Linked DNA regions of Sus scrofa: region 1 is linked to region 2. A link is a contact called in public promoter capture Hi-C data. All regions are on one chromosome and are shown on one strand. The core of a region is the stretch at or near the end of the contact, and the rest is flanking DNA. Distances in the headings are between cores, read along the strand shown.

What was found. Promoter capture Hi-C pulls out the DNA fragments that hold promoters and counts their contacts.
Region 1: a contact with region 2 is called in a promoter capture Hi-C map of fetal skeletal muscle, with 12 times the contacts expected there. The contact joins the enhancer-like site here to the promoter of ZFP36L2 in region 2. A contact is called at or near these places in 1 of 5 promoter capture datasets (fetal skeletal muscle), 6 of 47 Hi-C or Micro-C datasets (blood, heart right ventricle, liver and 2 more) and 1 of 2 datasets of contacts at active chromatin or transcription factors (skeletal muscle).

The regions. Positions count from the first base shown.
Region 1 is chr3:97,462,465-97,468,762 of Sscrofa11.1, reverse strand. The region is part of intron 4 of LOC106509843 (a long non-coding RNA gene); the gene reads left to right. Among named protein-coding and RNA genes, the nearest start is that of TRNAI-UAU, 100 kb to the left of the region's middle. Within about 2 kb of position 4,677, at least 52 of the 83 cell types and tissues checked have an H3K27ac peak or open chromatin away from gene starts, as enhancers often do. A contact at or near this core is called in fetal skeletal muscle, liver and skeletal muscle, where this site is marked.
Region 2 is chr3:97,197,619-97,204,372 of Sscrofa11.1, reverse strand. ZFP36L2 (mRNA decay activator protein ZFP36L2) reads right to left here and starts at 3,978. Exons shown (of 2, transcript XM_003125190.6): 1 at 3,618-3,978; 2 at 1,279-3,082. The coding sequence starts at 3,668. The coding sequence ends at 1,652.

The sequences.
Region 1 (6,298 bases), core at 3,428-5,927, 260 kb before region 2:
TTCCTTCTCTAATGTTTCATTGCTGGTATACAGAAATGCAACTGACTTCTGAATGTTAATCTTATATCCTGCTACTTTGCTGAATTTATTAATCAGTTCAAGTAGTTTTGGGGTTGAGTCCTTAGGGTTTTCTATGTATAGTATCATGTCATCTGCATACAGTGACAGTTTGATCTCTTCTCTTCCTATATGGATGCCTTTTATTTCTTTTGTTTGTCTAATTGCTGTGGCTAGGACTTCCAAAACTGTGTTGAAGAGCAGTGGTGAGAGTGGGCATCCCTGTCTGTTCCAGATTTGAGTGAGAAGGCTTTCAGTTTTTCCCCATTGAGTATTATATTTGCTGTGGGTTTATCATAAATGGCTTTGATTATATTCAGTAATGTTCCCTCTATACCCACTTTGGCGCGGGTCTTGATCATGAATGGATGTTGAACTTTGTCAAATGTTTTTTCTGCGTCTATTGAGATGATCATATGATTTTTGACTTTTTTTTTTTGTTAATGTGGTGTATGATGCTGATTGATTTGCGTATGTTGAACCATCCTTGTGAACCTGGGATGAACCCAACCTGGTCATGGTGTATAATTTTTTTGGTATGTTGTTGGATTCGGTTGGCTAAGATTTTGTTGAGAATTTTTGCATCTATATTCATCAATGATATTGGCCGATAGTTTTCTTTTTTGGTGGTATCTCTGCCTGGTTTTGGAATGACTCAGAGCCTTTTACAGGAGTGCCTGGCTGAAGTTGGGGAGACGAGGTAACAGTTTGCATTGGGGTCTGGGAGGAGAGAGGGACTGAGGAGCAAGCTGGGTCCCAGACCTCGCCTGACCTCTTAGAGTGACTCAGGGAGAGAAGCTGAGGGCTGGTGACAGATCCCCGAGGGCCATGACCCCCTTGTCTGGGACAAGCTAGTGTGCAGCCCATAAAATGCAGAGAGGAAAATGAGAAGGGAAGTAAAGTTCTGTCTTCGACACCACTGAAGGGACAGGGAGTGGAAAATGACTCGCTGCTCAAGGTCCCTATTTCTGGACCTGTGCTTCTCCCCGTCACCTCTGTGCCCAGCCCCTGAAGACTCCACGTGTAGAGAAACAAGAGACTGGAGAGCCAGCTCCCTGGGTTGGACAAGGCAGGCCCTGGGCTAACAGCCCCCAGAGGAAGGGCTGCCCCCCACAGCATCTGGCCCCTGCATCTGAGTGGGCTGAGGTCTGTACCCCCCCACTCCAACAAAGGGAGTCATTCTGAGCCTCTGGCCCCCACGACTCCCAATGGGCTGCTGAGCCTTGGCTAGGCCCAGGCTGGGGAGAGCCCTACGGTTCTGGAACGTGGCCCCTTACCCACCCTCTGCACTTCCCCACACCCTGCCACCGCCATCTAAGGCCCTCCGCCCATCCTAATCTCCCGCCCCTTGGGCTTGGTGCAAGTTCCCTCCCTCCCTGCGTGCTCTCTCTCACACATGGATGGGTTGGGAAGACAGGAAGGGGATCTCAGAGGATGCGAAGGTTTGATTTGGCCGAGGGGGAGGGGCGGCTGTGCCTTTAGTTCTCCTTTGTCAGTCGGCTCAGTCCTCCTGCCTCATCCTCTCTGCCTGTGCATGGGTTCAGACAACTCCGGAGCTCCAGGCCAGCACGTTCCTCTCCAGACCCACATCCCTGACAGCGCCCAGCTATGCGGCCCCCACCCCCTGGCTTCCCGCCCCCTCCGCTCAGCTGGGCAGACCAGACAGCGCCCTTGCCCCCATCCCCTCATGTCACTGTGTCACAGGGCTCTCCCACATCCTCCTAAATGTCTTCCACATCTGCCCTCTCACTTCTAACCCCGCAGCCCCAAGTCCAAGCGCTCAGTATTCACCTGGGTGACAGCCACAGACTCCCAATTTGTCCAGTCTCAATTCCACCAGGGCTTTTGCAAATTTCCTGGAGTGTGAGCTTTCTAAAATGCCAAGCTGGGGAGTTCCCGTCATGGCTCAGTGGTTAACGAATCTGACTAGGAACCATGAGGTTTCAGGTTTGATCCCTGGCCGTGCTCAGTGGGTTAAGGATCCGGCGTTGCCGTGAGCTGTGGTGTAGGTTGAAGACGCGGCTCGGATCCCACGTTGCTGTGGCTCTGGCGTAGGCTGGCAGCTACAGCTCCGATTAGACCCCTAGCCTGGGAACCTCCATATGCCACAGGTGCGGCCCTAGAAAAGACAAAAATAAATAAATAATAAATAAATAAATAAATAAAAATTAAAGAAAATAAAATGCCAAGCTGGAAGTTTTCCTGTGGCAAAGCAGATTAAGGGTCCAGTGTTGTCGCTACAGCAGATTGGGTTGCTACTGTGGTGTGACTCCGATCCCTGGCCTTGGAACTTTCATATGCTGCAGGCGCAGCCTAAATAGCTAAATAACTAACTGCCTGTGTCCTTTCCCCTTTCGAAGCCTTGGCGGGCTCCCCACTGCCTGCCCAAGAAAGCCCTGGCTCCTTGGGCTGGCAGACTTTGCCCCCAGTGACCATCCCTCCTCCAACCCCTTCCCTCCCAGAACTTTCTGACCCAGGCCCACTTCGGCCCCCCTTCCCTCTGTGCCTTTGCACATGCCATTCCCTGTCCCTGGCACGCCCATCCTGGTCAGCCTCCTCTCAGCCCACACCTGACCTCCTTGTCCCTGATGTCCCAAGCAGAGCCTTGGCTCCCAGAGCGGCTCCTAGGGTCTGAGCACAATTCACCAGTATTATTCTTTGATCATCTTTCCAGAATGTCTGGGTGCGCTATGAGGGCAGGTACCGTGTGTGAGACCCCAGCTCAGTGCCTGGTCAGTGTCTGTGGGGCAGTTGAATGAATAAGTGTGTCCAGGTGGAACCCATGGGGCAGCGCCCCCGCCCTCCCTTTGTGCCACGTCCCATAGGGCATAGGCTCCCAGGTACCCTATGCGCCAGGCATCTGGGCCTCAAAGAAGCAGCATGTAGCCCAGCTATGGAATCTGATTTTTTTTTTTTTTTCCAAGTCTGGGCTGTTTTAGATCCAGTCCAGGGCTGGAATGGAGAGGCCCCAGCATCCTTCTCACCTTGTCATTTGGAGGGGAGTTCAATGGAGAAGAGAACATAAGTCTGAGTGGAGGCCTGGAAATTGGGAAGTTCCACCTACCCTAACTATGTAGCTGCACATTTCCTTATTCATTCCACAAACATTTATTGTGCACCTGCTCTGTGCTCAGCACTATTCCAGGTCCTGGGATATATATGGTGAATAAAACGGACTCGAGGAAGTTCCCATTGTGGCTCAGCAGTGATGAGAACTAGTATCCATGAGGACTCAGGTTTGATCCCTGGCCTCGCTCCATGGGTTAAGGATCCAGTGTTGCCATGAGCTGTAGGGTAGGTCACAGATGCAGCTCAGATCTGGCATTGCTGTGGCTGTGGCGTAGGCTGGCAGCTGCAGCTCCGATTAGACCCCTAGCCTGGGAACCTCCATATGCTGCGAGTACAGCCCTAAAAAGCTCAAAAAACCCAAAAACAAAACAAGTGGACTCAAGCCTTTTGCTCCAGGAGGTAAGACACCTCAGATAAACACGAACAGGACCAGCATGTGTCTGAAAAGAAGGAAGCAGAGAGGCAACGCAGAGCAGACCTCTTCAGACGGGTGGTCACACAGGCCCTCGGGGAGGGACAGTGTTTAAGGTGAGGCCTCCAAGGAAGAACGAGCTAGGCCCTCACAGAGCTGAGGAAGGAGGCAGCCTGCGCAATGGCTTGAGGGAGGCCCAGGATCCCTTGTCACACCTCACTTTCCCCATTTGTGGTGGGGAGGCTGCCTCTTCACAGGGCTTGGTGAGGGATCCCAGGAGAAGGGCACGTCCAGTCAGACTCAGCGGCCTTTGGAACCTATTCCCGTGTCAATGACAAGATGGCTGCCCCCTCCTGTTCTTCCACAGGGAGACACCACCTTCTTTCATCCGCCTTCAAAAGTACACCAGCCTGGGAGCCTTCTCAGTCTGAACTGGATAATCGAACTCTATCAGACCAGATTTCCTAGAAAAGAGTGCTAGGAGCCGCGATAGAAATGGATAGAAGAGACCGCTGACGGGAAAATGAGAGACCAGGTCTTCCTGACAGGAACCCCTTGAGGTCACCCCAGTGCCTGGCACAGTGTCTGGAACAGAGCAGGGGCTCCATGTAGGTTTGCTGAGTGAATCGACAAACATTCCCCTCAGCCTCACTCGCAGAATGGCGACTTCTGGGCAATGAGAGTTTTCTGGGGTCCCCACTCCCTACCCTGCCCCCTTTCTTCCTTCAGTTCTTCTTTCCAGTCGTTCCCCACTTTTCCTGTACTAGTTTCCCGGGACTTTCAGTGGTGCTAGTGTTCCCAGTTTCCCAGCAGACCTCTGGCTGGGCCAGCAGGATTGTGTGCATGTGTGCGGGCACGCGGGCTGTGAGGGGGCTGGAGACAAAGGCCCTGGAGTGAGATTCAGGGCACAGCTGAACTGCCCTGAACTTTCCTTTTTGTTTTCAAGGAAATGCATAATCCAAGAACCACCCACGGCCCTGGCGGCCCTGCTAAGCAGGGCTGGAATGTGCTGCCTTTCCCGTTAGTAATTGTTTTTTCGGGTTAGCCTGTAACCCTTCCCCTGCCATTCTCTGTCACTGGGGTGAGGCACTCCCTTGGGGGCATCAGCAGGGCGGACATCAGCAGGGCTGCCTTCTTCAAGGTTTCCCCAGCTCCCCCCACCCCCAGGGCGTGGCCAGTGGGGTTGAGGGCCTGCCCTTGGCATTGCATCATGGACCATCTGCCTGCACAATGATTCCTTCTTGCTGCTGTCTGCCTCTGCTCCTGCCAGAGGTGCTGGGGGCTGCCAAGGACTCAGGGACCCCGGAAGGCTGCTTGGTCTTGCCTGGGGCCTACTGGCCTCTGTTATAGTGGCTGTGTGTCTGACTGTGGCCATGGCCGTGATCGTGAATCATGTCAGTACGAAACTGTGCAGCAGTATGAATTCGTGTGGGTGGCTGTGATCTGGGCCACCAAGGGCCCACTTGTGGCCTCAGTGTGTGTGTGCGTGTGTGCGTGCGTGCGTGCGTGTGTGTCCTGGGAGGGAAAAGAAACTGAGCTGACTCAGCACTTCTCTTTCCCACTCACCCACCCAGCCAGTGAGCGCCTGAGCCTTTCCCCAAGCAGGAGGCTACTCCTGGGCCTCTGGTGTTTCTGTCTTTGGCTGCCCCACCCCCACCAAACGGTCTTTGTCTTTGATCCTTAGGGACTCTAGAGGTCAGAGGTTTGCACTATTTCCTGACCCTCCCAGCCAGGCCCTGTCTTCTCTGGTCTTGGCAGAATAGTCTGGAGCCCTCTGGCTGAGTTCCCTGAAGTGGCTGTAACTCAAGGCCGGTTTCTGCTCTGATGGAGGCAGCCTCTGCAGAAGAAGACACACTGGGGTGTCCCTGGCTGTACCTCCACCCCTCTCCCCACAGTGACCACAGCTGCCTCATCCTCAGACAGGCCTGACGTTGAGTTCTGGTTCTTCGAGGGAGTGCTGCCGCCCTAGACAGGGAGTGGGCACCTGCGTGCACTGGTTTCCACCACCTCCAGGAAGTCTGCACCTCCCAAAGCAGGAGCTCAGGATCACAGAGGGGCCAGGAAGTCAGGGGGTACAGAGAGCTGGGGTCTCTGGTTGTAGCCTGGGGCGGAGGCCTGCCTGTGCCCTGAGCAGCTGGTAGGAGAGGCAGTGCCAGGGCTGGGTCCAGTGTGGCCACTGAACATTTGGTGCAAATCAGAGGCTTTTTCCAGCCAGGAGAGGAATGCTGCCGAGCGGGGTTTGGGAACGGGCCTGGCAGGGCAAACACTGCCCTAATTGAGGCCCTTCTAGACTTTTAATTACAAGCACTGTTTTCCCAAGCTTCCTAAATTGACCGTGGAGACCTGCTGGTCTTATTGCCCATGCCAGGGACAGGGGGAAAAAATAGTGTTGTTAAAGCTTTTTCAGCAAGGTTTATTTTCACCGTATTTTGAGGTGGAAGAGCTCACACAAGTGGAAGCTGGAGCCCTTTTTCTCATAAGGCCTCCTGCAGACACAGAGACCAACGCCCACAGGTGTGGGCAGACACTCACTTGGATAGACCACCAAACACAGAGACACCTGGAGAGAAAGACAGCGGTACAGACAGACGCGGTCACGGACGCGGCTGCAGATGCTGGAAACACCAGACTGGAAATCCAGCCCAAGGACCCAGAGCGTTTTAGAAACAAAAACATTGTTCCTGGCTCCGCCTGATCCACATCTCCACCTCCGTCTCCTCCCCCCTCTGCAGGCCAGCCGGCCGGGTCTGGGCCTGCTTT
Region 2 (6,754 bases), core at 2,729-5,228:
CATATACCATTTTAGCACTAAGAGGTGGCCTCTTCAGTTTATATCTATATATAAAAAAGTGGTAAAAATCTTTTCCTTTTGTGCAGTTGAACCCATCCTACATTCAAATTCTCTCAAGCACTAATAGACAAAATACTTATTTGGTTGAGGAAGATTTAAGGCAAGTTCTGGCCCTTCCAAAGGCACTGAGACTACCCCCCCCCTTATTGCTACATGTCTTTATACGCAGTTATGTCACAGTAGAACTGGTGGGATAAGCAAACAAAACACATTTCTTTTTTGCTAGTTTTTAAAGTTGGAATGAGAAAAGCATGCCACATTTATGCCTGATTACAAAGTATGTGGTCACTTTTTTCTTTTAAAGTTGGATGGGCTACAACCATTATACATTCTAAGAAAAACTCATAAGATATTCCTCAAACTACTTCCACAGCCTCAAGATAGATTTCTGTAAAGAAATCATGCAATCTTTTCAAAATTGACGTAAACAAAGAAAGAAATTAATGAAATAAATATTACATACAATCTCTTAAATTAAGATTTTTTTTACTCATTTACAATAAAATAACCAAGTGAAGTTACAAAAGGCATATATTACTGTGAAAAGAACATACACTCCACATTTTGCCGATTAATAATGGCAATCATAATTTAACATAATAAAAGAATATATATCTATTGCTTTTCATCATACTTGATAAATACAGTATGAACAAAAATTTCAATGTATACTTTTCACAAGATAATAAATAAGTTAAATAGTTTTTTCATATTGAGTTGTGGTGCAGTGGTGCGAATCAACTCAAAACAGCTAAAAATTCAGCAGTTATTCCCCAACAATTACAAACTAAACTCTGCCCAAAGCTTCCAGAAAAGAGCAGACAAAATGGTTCTAAATTAAACATCCACTAAGTGGTGGCAATGAAACCAGTAACCGGTATGAAACTTTGGAATGCAAGGTTTTTTTTCCAGACATATTTAACTTTGTTAAAAAAACAAAAAACACCTATGGAGCTGAGGTCTGCTATCAAGGCATATTCTTGGTAGGATATTGGATTCTAAAAGCTTATAGGTTTAGCAAGGTGATGGCTGGCTGGTTTGTTTACACTGGTCTGAGACACACAATTAGGAACTCCACTCAAGAGTCCCCACATCTGGACTGTTAACTAATGCTTTTCAAGTGAAGATATGGAATGGTGGTTGGTAGCTGCTGGTGCTGGGTTGATTTTTCCTAAAGTCCCACACTCAGAGACCTAAAAAAGTTTTTAGGTGTTTGTCTTTTTTTTTTTTTTTTTTTTGTTCAATTCGCATAACAACTGCCCCGTTGTGAATATTTTGTTCACCGATACAAAAAGTTCGTTGGCTTTTTTTTTTTTGCTCAACAAGAATGAAACTTCGTAATAATAATAAAAATAATAATAAAAAAAAAAAAAACAAGAGGAAACCGAAAAGGGAGGGGTGGGGGCCCCTCCCGGCACACAAGTTCGAGTCCAAGTGCTCGGTGCGGCCTGAAGTCTGCTTGTGGCCGGTATCATTCCCCCCTACACATCCCCGTGCTCCCCTGCCCCTAGCAGAGGCGAGACCGCCGGGGCGCCCTCCAACACCCCCAGAACTGCCTTCCCTTCCTCCTCCTCACTGGCGCCCTCTTGCCTCAGTCGTCGGAGATGGAGAGGCGGCTGAAGATGGGCAGGCGGCGGCCAGGGTCGAGGCTGGGGGACTCAGAGCCGCTGAGGCTGCCCGAGCTCAGGGAGCCGCTCAAGTAGCTGTCGCGGTCCGACAGCGAGTCCGGGGGGCTAGGGGGAGCGTCGAACACGGGGGACTCGGACAGGCGGCGCGGCAGCTGGAAGCTGAAGGGCGGTGAGGGCGGCGCGGTGGCGCTAGCAGGGAGGGGCGCGCTGGGCGGTGCCGGGGGCTGCGCAGGGGGCACCAGGCCCTGCTGCTGCTGCTGTTGGCTGCGATAGTAGGCGGCGGCAGCCACCGTGGCGAAGTTGTGGGTCTGGATGGCCAGCGGCGTGATGAGGCTGCTCAGCTCCGGGCCGAAGGCGAAGGCGTTGTTGGCGCACGAGGCCGACGAGCAGGCGGCGCAGGGCGCGCCCGGAGCGAGCAGGTCTTCGGCGCCCCCAGTGCCGTACAGCAGAGCCGCCGCAGCCGCGGCCGCCGCAGAGGCACAGCACGTCGGGGCGCCCGAGGGCGTGGAGGCTGCCGAGGCCGACGAACAGGAAGAAGCGGACGAGGAGCAGGACGAGGCGGAGGAACAGGAGGGCGGCGGCGGGGTGCGCGACGTGGGGCTGTCGAGCAGCAGGGGCGACTCCAGGCCCCCCGGGGGCTGGTGGTGGCCCGACGGGAAGCCCGAGAAGCTGAGGCTGTGGTGCAGCTTAGGCCGCGGCTCCCGGGGGAAGCCCAGGTGCAGCGCGTCTCGGGCACTGAAGGTGCGCAGGTCCCCGGAGGCACCCCCCGATGGCGCAGGCCGCCGCTCATCGGCGTTGTGGATGAAGTGGCAGCGCGGCCCGTAGGGGCAGAAGCCGATGGTGTGGAAGGTGCGGCACAGCTCCGTCTTGTACTTCGGATGGCGAGTCAGGCTGCGCAGCTCGTGGAACCCGTGCGCGAACTGGCACTTCTCGCCGTATTTGCACGTGCCGCTCTCCTCGAAGGGTCGGCACAGCTCAGTTTTGTAGCGCGTTGAGTTGATCTGGGAGCCGCCGCCCCCCTTCTGCTGCTGCTGCAGGTGCAGGAGGTGCTGGCTGCGATCGCCGTTCTCACTGAACGAGCGGTCCCGGAATTTGTTCTCCTTGTTCAGCAGGGCCGTGCCGCCGCCCCCCGACGGCTCCTTGAGGGTGCCGTAGGAGGCCGGGCCGCTGGCCGCCGCGCTGCCGCAGCTGCTGCCGTTAGCCGCGCCCGGGAACTTGGGCGAGCAGCTGCCGGGGCTAGGCGCTGGGTGGGCGAGCGCGTGCAGGTTGCTGGCCGAGTGCCGTCGGAGGAAGCCCGGGGTGAAGCCCGAGCTGGGGGCAGCGGCCACAGGCGTCCCCACCGCCTTCTTGTCCAGCATGTTGTTCAGATTGAGGTTGGCCAGGGATTTCTCCGTCTGCCAAAAGGAGGGTAGCGGGGAAGGGGTGAAAAGTGGAAAAGGGAGGGAAGAGTTGGAGGAGTTGCAGAGTAACAACCACTTGCAGCTCTCTGATTCTTTTCCCTTTTTTCGGATTCTGACTCGGCCCCCAACCGCCACCCTTACAAGAGCACAAGAATCAAGTTCGAGTTGGGAGGAGCCGGACTCTCCCACCCTAGGCCGCGCCGGCTTGCAACATGTGATCTTCAGCCGTGGGCCGCCGGCCTGGGCGGCGCAAACCCCGTCCGGGAAGCCCCGGGCAGCGTGGCTGTGGTCGGCTGGGGAGAAACTAAACAGCTACAGCTACTCCCTCCAGCCCTTCCTCTCTTCTCCTTCTCTCCGCCCACAAGGCGCGAGAACACACACTGCAAACTCCAGGATTTTTCCCGAACCCAAAAGTCAAGGCGAGGAAAGGACTCCCAAAGCCGAGGGCAGAGGGCCAAGCCTGAAATCTCGAAGGGCTTCCTTCTTGCCTTTCCTCCTCCCTCCCTCCCTCCTTTCCCCGCCCGCGTACCTTGCACAAGAAGTCGATATCATAGAAGGCGGACAGAAGTGTGGTCGACATGTTTCTGGATCCTGTAATGGTCGGAGCTGCAGGCAGGGAGGTCCGGAGGAACCCTCGCGGCGGCGCGGCCGGCTCGAGCCACGACGAATAACGGGCGAGGGGCGGGGGAGGGATCGAAAGTTTGCTGGGGGGCGAGAAAAGAAGGAACGGAGGCAGCAGCGTGGACTGGTTTTGAGGGTGCCCAGGAGTGCGGAGTGGGGGGAAAGAAAGAGTGAAGCTAGAGCGCTCCTCCGCGCCCCGGGGTGCCCGGCCCGCCCCCCCGCGCGGAGCCGACGGCAGCTCTCGGACTGCTGGAACTCAGCGGCCTGCGAGCGCGCGCCCTATATACTGTCCCGCAGCGCGGCAGAGGCTGGAGGGGCGTGCCGGGGGAGGGGACAGAACGCTGACCCCCGCCGGGGTCTCCAGGCAACGCCGCCCGCCGGCTCGCGGACGTCAGGCGCCTTCCCGGCCTCCCATTGGCCGCCGCCAATTTTTTTTTTTCTCTGGGGGAGGGGGGTGGGGAGGCCTCGGGGCGGGGCTGGGCGCTGGGGCGCCCGGGGCAGCGTGGAGAGCTCGGCCTAGATGGGTGCTGCTAGGTGGCGGCGGGAAGATTCAGCTCCCCTCCTCTGGGGCTGCACTGTTGGAAATCCCCAGCACGTTTAAGCTGGCCGGGGTTCTGCAGCCCTGGACGTGTCTCTCCCCGCCCGATCCTGCTACGCGAAATTGCGGAGTTTTTATCTCCCACCCTCGGTCTTATACTGGGCGCGGGAATTGCAAAATGCAAGAATACTGCAACCGTCCGCGCGGCCCCACTGGGTTGCAAAGGGTGCTCCGGCCGGGGGGGGCGGGGGGGCGAGGGCTTGAGTCGGATGGGTGGTGGCTCCATCCCGACTGCACGTGGAGTGCGGTGGGTGTGGGGGCGGGAGCGGCCACGCGGGCGGCTGCCGGGGTAGTCCTGCCCGGAGGAGCCTGGGCCCGTTTCTCCGCCCCCCTTCCCGCCCAGGCTGCAGTAAACAGGGCTTGAGCGCCGGGGCCTGCCGGGCAGGGCTGAGTGTCTGAGGACAAGGCGCTGGCTTTGCTAATCACATCACAAGACCTTGAGCCAGGGCCAAAGGCGCGGAGTGGCGCGGGGCGTCCCGGGCGGGGGAGCCGGCTGGGAGGACTGGAGGAAAGGCCGGGAGAGCCGTGCAGGCATGGAGGCCACTTCCCGCCACCTTGTCTGTCTGCCGGTCGGTTCGGTCTTCCCCAGCCCTCCCGGGGGTGGTGGCACAGCTGCCAGCCGAGGCTCCCGCCCTCCGCAGCCTTGGCCAGGCGCGGCCTCCTAGCCCTTTCCCTCCGGCCGTTGAGGGCGCCGCGCCCCGCCTTAACTGTGAGCAGAACCTGTGGGCTGCAGGCTCTGGCTGAGGCCGACCCGCAGCCAGGCAGGGCTGGGCACCGAGGACGCGTCTGGTGGGCTCGCCCGGGTTTCCTCCCACACCCCCAAAAGCTCGCGTTGGGAAATGCTCTGCCAACGGGTGCCCTGTGGGTATGGGGCAGACGCCCCCCCTAGCGCCCAGGGAGGCTAAAGCCGCTGTCGGCCCTACTCGAGCAGATCTGGTCCGGGACTCCTCGCTCCGCGTCTTCGCATATGCTGCCAAAAAGCTGGAGCTGGGCCCATGATTTCGCACACCTGACAGCCTAGGCTGTAACTGGGCCTAAGTTGAAAGGTCCAGTAAGCGCAAGGCCAAGAAGCTACCCACGCCCCCTTCCCCAGCTGATCTTGTTTTGTTTCCTGATGCTCACTTCCATTCTGCAGCGCTCATTCTTTATCTCAGTGAACCTGGGAGGGAATGAGTCAGGCCTGTCACTCAAGAAACCGACTCCTTAGAGTTCAGCTTGCATTCAGTGTCCACTGCTGTATTCTCCACCCGCCGCCCATCCAGGGAGCTAGAGCAGGGCTGTGAGCACTTCAGGATGGGAAACATAGGGCTAGAGTTCGGGCCCTGTCCCTTATAAACCCTGTGATTTTAGGCAAATCACATAATCACTTAGGCACCTGGAGTTCCTTGTAAAAGTAAGGTAATTCCTATTTTACTCCTCTCTCACCTATGTCAAAGTGCAAACGAGTTATTTGTTAAGGTGATTAAAAGATAAACAAGTATAATCTCTCTTATTTATTAAAACACATTGACAAACATAGAAATGGAGGAAGCCAGGCCTCTGGGGTATGGCCAGATAGGTGGAGCGCCTCTGTGAACACAGAGCTGAGGAGGCATCAAATACTGGACCCTCAAGCTAGGAGCCAAGGGCAGTGACCTCAGAAGAGGTCACTGCTTCCCTCTTACCTCTCCAGCCTACACTGGCCCTTAGACAAGGCTGGGCAACTGTGTCTGACACCTGTAGCCTAGAATACCCAAGAACCCTGACTCTGTTTTGTTCTTTGTTTAAATGATCCCCAACACAAGAGTTGGAGGGCGGCCCTAACAATGGGGTATTATGAGTTTCCCTTGGGAAAGCATCAAGAAAGTGTGAAACAACAATTTCTCCTGCTTTGGGAGGTCAGTAACAAGATTTCAGATACAGAACCAGTGGAAACATCTGTCTCTCCTGTCCTCCCAGGCTGGCCAGAGGCAGCCAAGATCAGAACCTGGGGTATTCCCAGTCAACAGCTTTGAGAACACCCACTTTGTGGGCTTGGTAGAAGGACTTTGGAGCTAACATGTAAACATGCTTTGGGACAGAGTACCTGCTGGTAGAAAATATTTTTATTATTATGTAACTGCTTTATTTCATTTTAAATGGAGAAAAAAGGAATGCTGGCCTTTTCAAATGAGCTGGGCTTTGCTGGAGCCAATTTCATAATTATTCTACCATGGTTATCATCACGCTATGCCAACAATTCTCTGACTTCTCACCAGCCAGGCCTTCTCAGAACAAAAAGAAATGTTAGGTTGGCAACTTTCCATCAAGTGTGGGCTAGAGATGCCTAACCAGGTAATTAATCCAGGCTCACAAAAAAGCACATTTTGAGCTGAATAATGCAGAACCACTCCAGGAATTCCCTGCTCTCTATAGGACAAAACTTTAACTTCTTTCCTCGCCTCTTCCTGTACAGCCCTTTCTCACAC